Regions from separate parts of the Hordeum vulgare genome. Here region 2 is linked to region 1. Evidence: chromatin contacts called from public Hi-C data. All regions are on one chromosome and are shown on one strand. Each heading gives the region's core, a stretch centred on a gene start, on an enhancer-like site or on the middle of the called end of the contact. The rest is flanking DNA. Distances are from core to core; before and after follow the strand shown.

Evidence for each region. Hi-C and Micro-C count contacts between places; a contact is called where the count stands out from the background.
Region 2: a Hi-C map of leaf shows a contact between it and region 1, with 3 times the contacts expected there. The contact joins the promoter of LOC123412824 here to the promoter of LOC123409811 in region 1. A contact is called at or near these places in 3 of 6 Hi-C or Micro-C datasets (leaf and seedling).

What each region holds. Positions count from the first base shown.
Region 1 is chr7H:412,655,323-412,660,372 of MorexV3_pseudomolecules_assembly, reverse strand. It overlaps LOC123409811 (actin-related protein 3-like), which reads right to left and starts at 2,914. Exons shown (of 10, transcript XM_045102684.1): 1 at 2,428-2,914; 2 at 1,373-1,607; 3 at 1,034-1,288; 4 at 30-176. The coding sequence starts at 2,474.
Region 2 is chr7H:412,999,002-413,004,539 of MorexV3_pseudomolecules_assembly, reverse strand. It overlaps LOC123412824, which reads left to right and starts at 2,875. Exons shown (of 5, transcript XM_045105770.1): 1 at 2,875-3,436; 2 at 4,317-4,748; 3 at 4,852-5,164; 4 at 5,329-5,538. The coding sequence starts at 2,930. The coding sequence ends at 5,501.

The sequences.
Region 1 (5,050 bases), core at 1,665-4,164:
CAGGAAAATGTGGGAAGAAAATTAAATACCTGTAAGAGCTGCATAACAAACTGAGTTACATCACTTCCGGAAAGAGGAAAAGACTTTATGCTACTCCCAATTACATAGCCGTTTACAACTGGCACGATATGTGGAGCTCCATCCCCAATGTCAACTACTACACCTGTCATATCAGACTGACAAAATATATTGGTCAAACTCACGAGAAGAGTTGTATGCTACCAGAACACTTGATCTTTAGATGAGTCTACTTTATCAATGATGATTACTCCTAGAGTTTAAATGAGCATTAAGTTTGATGTTTCGTGGCTGCATGCAGCATGCGTCTTCTATGGTACTCCCTCCGTTCCTAAATATAAGTCTTTCTAGAGATTTCACTATTTGACTACATACGGAGCAAGATAAATGAATCTACACTCTAATGTATGTCTATATACATCCGTATGTAGTTTCATAATGAAAACTCTTAAAAGACTTATATTTAGGAACGGAGGGAGTACTATTTATGTCTAGAACAAAATAATCTTTACAGAGCTTCACAAGCACAATTCTCGATAAAAATAAATTTTAGTTAGCAAGTTAATTGGCGCTCATTGCAGAATTGGCGAGTGAGAAATAAGAGTCATCACATAATTCTCACGAAATGGTTTCCTTCATATCATGAGGTTGTGATACGCTCAAAATGCTTCAGGGTCCATGCTTATGAGTAGGGAATAGCAAAACATATCTCCAAACTGGAATGAAAACTCCAGGGGCTGGCAAGCAATAAATAGGATATGAATGGGTAATATAATCCAAAGATGGACCAAAATTTTGTCGAAATATGCAGGGGAACTATTCCGAAGAACAATCTGTAAAATGTAAAAGGGAGTTTATCTTAATGTGGGTATGAGATCAATATGAGAATTTTGGTTATCTGTTAAAACATTCACAAGGCGATGTGTTCCAGTGAAAGAGATGAAGTTCATGGGTTAATAAGCATCTTGACACTTCATCAAACAAAAGCATGAAAGGAGGTGAATTCAAGACCTACCACAGAATCTGAATCATCTTCAGAAAGGGTTTTCAGATATGCAAATCCAGCAGAAAGGCTGAGCACAGATTGCACAGAAATATATAGACCAGGGACATTAAAGGTCTCAAACATAATTTCTCCCATACATTCACGACTTTCAGGCGTACTGACAGGACTATCTGTAAGTAGGAAGTAGTGTTCCTCAGGATTGCAGCGTAGATAATTGAAAATGGATTGCTGCCAAAATCTCTCCATTGTATCCCAGTCATTCACCTGGAGAGCAGGGAAAAGGACATGACATAGTGGCATGGTGCACCCCGAAGGACAATATTACAAACAGAAAATATATATGCATACCTGACCATGGCGAATTGGGCTTCTTAAACTGTACAGGCCACTAGATTTGAAATGTGACAGAGCCTCGTCCCCGATAAAAAAATCAAGATCAGCCATGACACCTGCATTATACTGTGCTAACCAATTTGCACTACTGCACTGCTCTGATTGGTCCAAGAAAGATTCATTCACAGCTACTACAGTAGGGATGGTGAAAGACGGCTCGGAGTTACCAGCAAACCCAAGTTTGCTATACCTAAACATGAGAGCATACAGATTATGTAAGGACACGGTGTGATGAGCTAATAGAGCAAATTTTACAAGTGACATGCATATGGAAATTTTCAAGCGGCTTTGAAGAAACCAAAACAATCCGGCTTCAAGAGAAAAACAGTAATTTCCTGTCTTCTATCGCAGTCTGTTAGCGATTGTCGTTTTTATGTTTCACGGAACACACATAGTGCATCAGTTAAGACATGTTATAGTACTTCGTAATAGTCTACAGTGTAACAGTAACGATAAATTTGAGCTAAAGCACTTGAACACCACTATTAGCTATAATCCCGAAAAAGTAGCAGTCCCTAGATTTTCCGTTGGTAGCTCCAACCATTAACCAGACAGATATTGCCTTACCGCTGGCAGCGTGGATTTAAAGACAAACCAAAAATGAATGGGCCAACACCTAGTTCAACCAATGATGAAATAAAGATAAGCCATGGAAAGTCCATTCTACTGTAGAAAAAAAAAATCAAACACGCATAGAAATTCGTGTCATTTCAGGTTCAGGTTCAACATACTCTAGAACGCTCTAGCTACCAATGTGAATGTTGGCTCGCAATTAGGGAGCAAGCCTCACGGCAGTCGTTGGTGGTGATCCATGTCCCATTGGCTAACGAAATGCATTTATTTCCACGGCAGTCGGTAATCCGATCCGACCTGCCCCAGTTCACCTCCCAGCGCGGTCAGCGGGAACACACGGGCACGCATACGCACTCAGGGACCCGCACAAACGTAAGGAAAAAAAAACCTAGCTACTGCGCAGTCGCAGGATCGGACGGGGAGATTCGGAGCTGTACCCTGTGCCGTTGTCGAACACGACGGCGGGGCGCTCGGAGGGGTCCATGGCGGGCGGCGTGAGCGGCTCCGGCGATTCCCCGCCGGCTCATATCTCGTCCGCAGCCGCCCGGAGAAGCATGGGTGGTCGAGGGCTGCCGCGATCGGTCGGCTGAATCGGCGGGGAGGAAGGCGCGGACGCGGCCGCGGCTGCCGCTGCGCAGTCGGTCGGCAGGGGGATCGATCCCCGCAGGGTGGGTGGGGGGTTTGGGACGCGATTGGCGAGGAGAAAGAAGGCTCGGGAGATTGGGGAAGTGGGAGGAGGGGCGTGCTTGATTTGGTTGACGAGGGAAGCGGGAAGGAAGGGAGCACTTGCAGGGGAGGGGGAGCCTCGGTTGCCGTGGCGTGGTCGGAGTCTCGGAGATGGAGGCGCACTAGCGTAGTAGGTTGTCTGTTGGGTTCAGTTGGTCCGCACTTGCTCAGATCGTGGATCGAACCAAACCACAGCACACACTTTAAATTTCTGAGTATACGGATTTAGGTTTATTTTGTCAGCTCTACTCAGACCGGACCGGACCGGCCATTGTTTGTTGGGTTCAGTTGGTCCGAGCTCTACTCAGACCAGACCGGACCGGCCATTGTCTGTTGGGTTCAGTTGGTCCGCACTTGCTCGGATCGTGGATGGAACCAAACCATAGCACACACTCTAAATTTCCGAGTATATAGATTTAGGTTTGTTTTGTCAGCTCTACTCGGACCGGACCGGCCATTGTCTGTTGGGTTCAGTTGGTCCGCACTTGCTCGGATCGTGGATCGAACCAAACCACATCACACACTCTAAATTTCCGAGTATACAAATTTAGGTTTATTTTGTCAGCTCTACTCGGACCGGACCGCCCCGGCCCGGCCCGTAAATAGTTTACAGTGGCCCGCAAACATACCATGCGCGATACGTATGCGGATCCGCGAGTTTGATCTTCCTCCACCGTCGTCGTGATTCTTCATTTCTCTCCTTCATTTCTCACGTCGGTGTCTAAAATCCGTCGCACGCCCACCGATCCGTGGGATGTGGAGATCCGACAAGTGCGGTGAGGATGACCCCGACGGAAGCGTTGCGTCAAAGCCGACGTGACGCGGAAGCGTTCTGCCCTACGATACACAAATTGCAGACTCACGTCGTGTAGGATCGAAAGTATGCCTGAAGGGAGTGATGATGAGGACAAGGCTACCTTCGATATGATCACAAATATTACACGTGTGTATTTATTTAAGGTGATTCTTAATAAAAGTTATGCAATAATATATTTATGCTATATAGAAACAAAAGTATTTTATCTTTTTTTATTTTGGTCCTAATTGCAGAACTATCAGACACTTGTATAATTCACATATGAAGATAAGGGAAAAATAGACGTTTAGGTGTTGTTTAAGAAGTTCTCTCACGTTACTTTTAGACCAAGAGAAGATAGAGTCCAAGTCTCTCACGTTCTGAATTTAGATTCGGACTGCACATACATACCTGTCTCAAAACGTCAAGAACTTTTACATATGGACTTCAAATTGGATGATTCTTTTTTGTTGGAAAGTAGATTTTATGTACGTTCCAACCCAGTTATGATCACCTTTAAATTCGTCCGGAGCATGGAGATATTGACGAAACAATCTGACGTTCCATTAGAATCCGAGTCAAACTATAAGTCCAAAGGTATTGCATCACCTCCACTTGGATCCATAGAAATTGTATGACCTAGGGTTAGTTTTAGCTTGCCTTTAGACGTCCTCCCACATCCTTGGCTGACACCCCTTACTCCTATATAAGTAGATCAATCTAGTAAAAAATTGGGGATTTGTTTATTTAAAAGTTAGCCATTGCAACTTTGTGTACTTCGTTTGTGTCCAACGATCAGACCAAGACCGCTTTCGGATCCTCACCTTTATCAATACTTTATCTATATTCGCAATATTCAGATTGCTTTATCATATTCTTGTTTGTTCTTTGATTGCTTGTAGGAAGACCTTCGTGGTCAGGTTGATCGTGCGCCGACGTGGTCAATAACCTCCTAGAGATTGGTTTAGCGATTGCTAAGGCGCAACGTCGTCCACGTTTATAGTCGGGTCATGAAAGTCGCTTCCACCAAATCAATAGCTATCATCTCATCAAAAGGTCGGGACCCTCGCTTCTATCAAGTGGTATCAGTTTCCAGGTTGCTCAGTGAGAATTTCCAGTTATTCCTATATTAGATTTATTTTTCTTCCCTATTGTCCAAGTAAAAGCCACAAAAAGAGTTAGATCTATTCATCCTTTGTCCAAGCCAGTGTGATCCTTTGCAAATTTCTTTTTAATGCTTGCATAGTTGAATTATCGGTTGCATCGTCCTGTCAAGTTGCTGGTCCTAGTATTTAGTTCCTTTAGAGTTTTGAGTTCTGTTCACATTAGTCGCACCACCGCTGCATCATCACCCGTTTTGTTGTTGTTCACCACCATCCATCAATTTCCATCACGTGCTTTCATTGTTTATTGTCATTATCAGACTTGAGGTCATTTGCATCTACGCTTGACCTGATTTGCATCTTATCTCGTTTGTTGAATGAAAGAAAAAAGAACAAAAACTATAAAAAAAGTGAGAGAGAGAAAAAAAAGGGATA
Region 2 (5,538 bases), core at 1,626-4,125, 340 kb before region 1:
CAAATTGTCATCATTTGTATTGTTAGCTTCATTTGTAGGAGATCACATATGTCCGTCACATGGATGGACATTTTTTTCTATCAAGAAGGAGAAGGAGGAGGGGACAAACTTTTCTTGGATGTGCAATGGGAGAGGATGGAGTTTGACCAGGAGAGGGTGAAAGAGAAGTTAAGCCTTGAGACGAATAAGATGGACTTGAAGAAGAAGAGAAATAGGCAAAATGGGGCTCGAGAAGGCTAAAAGACACTGAGTTCAATTGATTTTGAGAGAGAGAGAGAGAGAAAGAGAGAGGGGTGTTGAAGCTTGATCGGAACAGAGGATACCAGGATCGTGTTGAGTGACGCTAGCATCTTGAATGAGGAAGGCCAGAGTGGTTCAAAGTTAAAAAGAAAGGGATCAACGTGCCCAAAACAAGAGGCAAATGATTTATTCTTGTATATCCATAAATTATTGAATTTTTATTTTGGCATGTATTGAATTGTTGAATTGTGGTTTATTTTATTTTGTTCAATTGTTAGATTTGTGATATTATATTATGGACATGCATGGTTTTTTGCATTAATTTAAGAATTTGAATACAAGAAATGCAATTCTGGAAGGATAAATGAGGCCGTCCGATTGTAGATGCTCTTCCCCGCATCAGAGGTCAATTTTTTTGTTCATTAAATTGATGTTACCAGCAACACACGTCAATTGGAATACTTCGTACATCGAAATCATACGTAATGATGGCTAAATGAATGTGTTTCCCTCGACTGAAGGCATGCCCGTGTGTGGTTCATCGCTGCCAAAGCTGAGTGATCCTTTCTTGGAGTCCGGATCCTTGCAGGTTCGTGAGGTGAAGGAACCAATCAAACATGGTTGATCCTTAGCGGATATTATTTTCAGTATGTTGCATTCTGTTTTGTCAAATGGGATCTGCTTTGACTCGAGATCCGGCACACTCGTCATGAGAGCGAGCACATGACCCAGACTCAACCATTGAGAAAATTGATTAACTCATTGCTTTGATAATGTAGACAAAGAAAGAAATGTTTATTTTGAGAAGACACGTCTAGGTGGGCGTAAATCTGAGAATGGTTTTATATCTAAATCATACTTGAACCATACCCGTTCATTTATTTTTCAAAACCACACTTGAACCATACCTATTTAATGTCATCTTTAGCTCAACCAAAACCAAAACCGATTATTTTTTACACCGAAATCAATTTAAACCCAATACATAACCGTGAGTTTAAACCATACCCATTTAATGTCATCTTTAGCTTGCGTAAAATTACGCGTATTCTTCTGACTCTTTAGAGCATCTCCAATACGGTGACTTACTTTATACGTCGCCGTCCGTTTGGGTCGGCATAGACACAAAAGTCGGCCCAACGCGCCGACCCAAACGAACGCGCGTTCGCTTGGCGTTCGCTTGGCGACCCGTTCCCGGTCCAATTTCAGGATGGATTTGCGTCGGTGCGGACACGAGACGGACGCGCGCGCCTGCTCCTCTCCCCAAGCTCGTCGGTCGATGGCATCCACAACCATCCCCCCCCCCCCATTTCCCCCAAAAAAACACTCCCAGAAGGCCGCCGCCGAAGTCGAAGAAGGTGTTGACGCCCGAACAGCGGGCAAAGGAGTCGGCCAAGAGGAAGGACCGGAGGCACGCGGCGGGCGCGAGGGATGAAGCCATCGCGGTGGCCGCCACGCAACAGCAGGTCAACAATGTCCATGTCGCGGCGGCAACGAGGGAGGCGCTCTGCATGTTGGGGTTAAACCCTAGCCAGCACGGCCTCGTCAATGCCGATGTGGCCGCCGCGGTCAGCATCGGCTCATCCGCCTTCCCTCGGACGCTGTTGACCAACTCGCCCCGCGCGTCAGCTTGCAACCCGGTGCCCGGCTTCTACGTCTACCCGCAGGCCTCCCGCCTCTCGGGGGAGTGCTCGCCCGAGGTGAGCGTGGTCGCGCCTTCCACGCCCGCGCCCGCGACCATCGACCTCAGCGCCAGAGCGGTGGCCGGTGGCTCGTCATCCGGAGGCGCGAGGAAACTCGCGCAGCAAACGCCAGCCGACCAGCTGTCGGGCGCACGCAACCTGTTCGACGGAATGCCGGCCGCCGGTGACGAAGACTACATGCAGAACATGATCTTCGAGGGTGGTGTGCAGGCCGCTGGCTTCGATGCTGGCAGGTGTGCTGGGATGACCACGGGGGCCGCAATGGCTTGGTCGAACTCAAGTCCCACCTTTTTTGTATGCTGGCATGTGTGCCGGCCGGCTGGCGAGCGCGCCAACATGAACTATGGTGCTATTTTTTGAAGCCGGCATTGTATGCTCGCGCTGGCATGGCGATGGCATGAAACATGGCCGCTGGCAATGATTAGCCAGGGACCCTTTTTTTTAATATGTTGATTGCGGACATGAAATGGATCGGCGACGTTGGACGCATTGTCGATCCAAATCTAAAACAGTACGGACGTTGGGCGGCCCGCCGATCCAAGCGGATAAAAAGCGGAAAAATTTACGTGCTGGGGTTGCTCTTATAAATTTTTTAAAATAAAATTCGATTTCGCTCCCTGTCCGTGAGGCTACGAACCGTAGCCAGCCATGTGGAACCTTTGTGGCATCCTTCACACGCAAAATCGAAAGGCACTTTGCAAAGGCACCTAAACCTTCCCGGGATCCCCGCCACGTGTCCCCGCACCTCCCCGGCGTCGCACGCAACACCACAGCACGGGAGATACCCGGAGCCGGAGGCCAAAGCACAGAACTCTTCGCTCCCTCGCCACTCCAACCCGCTCCCCCGCCGACATGTGGGCTCACTGGAGCGGCCCCACGTGCTCGCGAACGGAATAAAAGGGCCCACTTCCTCGTCCCTGCCTTCCGACCGCCTTATTTTTACTTTACACCTGTGCGTGCCCCCCTGCTTCCTCCCCTTCCCGCCCATGGCCAACGGCGACCGCCTCGCCGGAGCGCCGTCCCCGCCGCCCATGCCGCCGCCGCTGCCCCCGTCGCTGAGCAGGCCTTCGAATCGCGCGCCTTCGGAGAACCACCTGGCGATCTCCGTGCCGCTGCTCTCGCTCGCTGATGCAGACGCGCCGCTGGCGCGGTGGCTCCGGCGGCTGGAGGCGTTCCTCGCGGTGTCGGGCCTCTCTGCCTCGACCCCTCTTGGCGTGGCCTTCGCGGCTTCCGCGCTGGCGGTGGTGGGCGTCGCGCTGCCTGCGGTGGCCGTGAGCGTCTCCCCGTGCCGCAAGCGCGAGCGGGTCTGCGAAGAGTTTGAGGTGGAGATGTTCGAGGTGTGCGTCATGATGTCGCAGGCGGCGGCGGCGGCCGTCGCCGTCGCCTGCGTGTCGAGGAAGATGGCCATGTACGGCCTCCGCAAGTTCCTCTTCGTTGACCCGGAGCTTGGCATGCGGATCCGCTTCCAGAAGGAGTACGTCGTCAGGATCCAGGTGCTATCTCGCAGCTCAATTTTGGCGTATTCTTCCATGACTTGCGGATGAATGCCTAGTAACTTTTCCATTTGGCCTGTTCATTGGGGGAATTTTTGTGTGAGCTTTGGTGTCCTAATTTAGCTGTGAAACGAGAAATTGAACTTGCCTGGATTCATTTTCACAGCGAGCATTCGGATCAATTTCTTGTTACTTGCTAGTTGATGGACAAGTGCAACAGTGCTCCGCGCCATTTTTGTCAAAACACAGTGCAAGCGAATGATAAATTAAGTGAAATCAGGTGCTTGGATTCAGGAGGAGACAGTACAAGGGGAATTTTGAGGCTATGGATGTGAGATTATGCTTAGATTCAGGTTTCAGGAGCTGGCTTATTGCAGCCCATCTGCTAGCCTACTGAAAAATCCTGTCTGGATCCTTTTTTGTACACCCTTTTTAATATATATTCCTGCCGCCCTGGATTCATGGGTCTGTCCTTACTTAAGGTCGTACCGAGGTGATCAATTCTCGGTTATATATGTTGTATATGCATGTCAGCATGTGCCTGCTCGTGTCGGCATGTGAGCGGGGTCATGGGTGTGTGGATTCATGGGTCTGTCCTTAACTAGCAGTTTTATGTTTGTGCCACATGTCTGTTTGATTAGCCTATGCTCATATACTCCCTCTATATCAAAATATAAGACTTTTTTTTACACCAGGGAGTATTTAGTTAAGTTCTTTGTGCAAAGAAACTTGAATTTTAGGTATTATTTCTAGTGGAAATTTGAATTGTGGAATTCGGTGACTAGGACTGGATCACCGGAACCATCATTCACTACTCATAATGTGTAGGAGTTTTGTCATTCGTTTTTTGTGTTAACAAGTGCTGCGACCCCAATGACAGGACTTCTTCCGAACACTTATGTGGTGGATATTGCCATGCCTTGCTGTGAAGATTACCCGAGAGATGTTCCGCTTTTCCCACATGTTCCACGAGTCAATTTGGAGATCATGCATCGTGCTATTTGCTTCCATAATGTCATGGATGTATTTGACCACAATTGTGTTGTCTTCCTGCATGCTTTTCAACTTGGTTTGCAATCTACAAGTTATACACTTTGATGATTACGGCAAAGTTCTAGAGCAAGACGCGGATCCTCTAGTCTATTTGAAAGAGCACCTGCAGCTCCGCCATAATCTCTCCAAAATCAGTCACAGGTTCCGCATGTTCCTTTTGCTGCTCTTCTTTTCTGTTACAGCAAGCCAGTTCGCCATTCTCTACAAGACAACAGCATACAACGGGCCAATCAATTTCACCAATGGTGGTGATATAGCTGTGAGTATCATATGTCCGTTTACTCCAACAACGGCATAAACTTCCCCTTCTGTGTGTGGTGTAAAAAACATCAGATCATAAACATATTTGTTTTCTGCTGCAGGTATCTTCAGTTGTTCAAGTTGTAGGCCTTGTCCTTTGTTTACATGGAGCTGCTAAAATTTCTCACAGAGCTCAAAACATTGCCGCAATAGCTAGTCGATGGCATGCTTTGGCGACATGCTCTAGTGATTCTACATATGTAAGCACCCCAAACGATTCTGGGAACCTTGTGCCCTTTCCAGCGCATATGTTTTTGAGGGATTGCTCGGAAAGTGACTTGGAGTGTATGGAAAGTGGCTCAATGCAAGGCAATTCTCATAACACAGCTCAACTGGCATCTTACATGTCTTCATACCACAAGAGAGAATCGCTTGGTTAGTAAGCTAATGCTTCCTTTAAATTTTGCATTGATAATCCTCGCTTTAAAGCTTCCTTCAAGTTCTGTTGCTATTTCTTTTTATGCTAGCAGTACATGCATATTATTTTATTTTCCTTCCTACCATACTCATGCATTTTCTTCTCCTCTGATGTACTGCAGTGCTCTATCTGCTAACCAACCCTGGGGGCATCACGCTATACGGTTGGATTGTCGACCGGACATTCCTCAACACGATCCTGATGCTCGAGCTAACCCTTGTGCTGTTCGTGCTCAGCAAGACCATTGTGATCCCAGCGAAAACGTTAGTCAACAGCTACATGAGTTTCCCATGAATGGAGTTTGGCGCAAGCTTTAACATTCCGGTTTTGG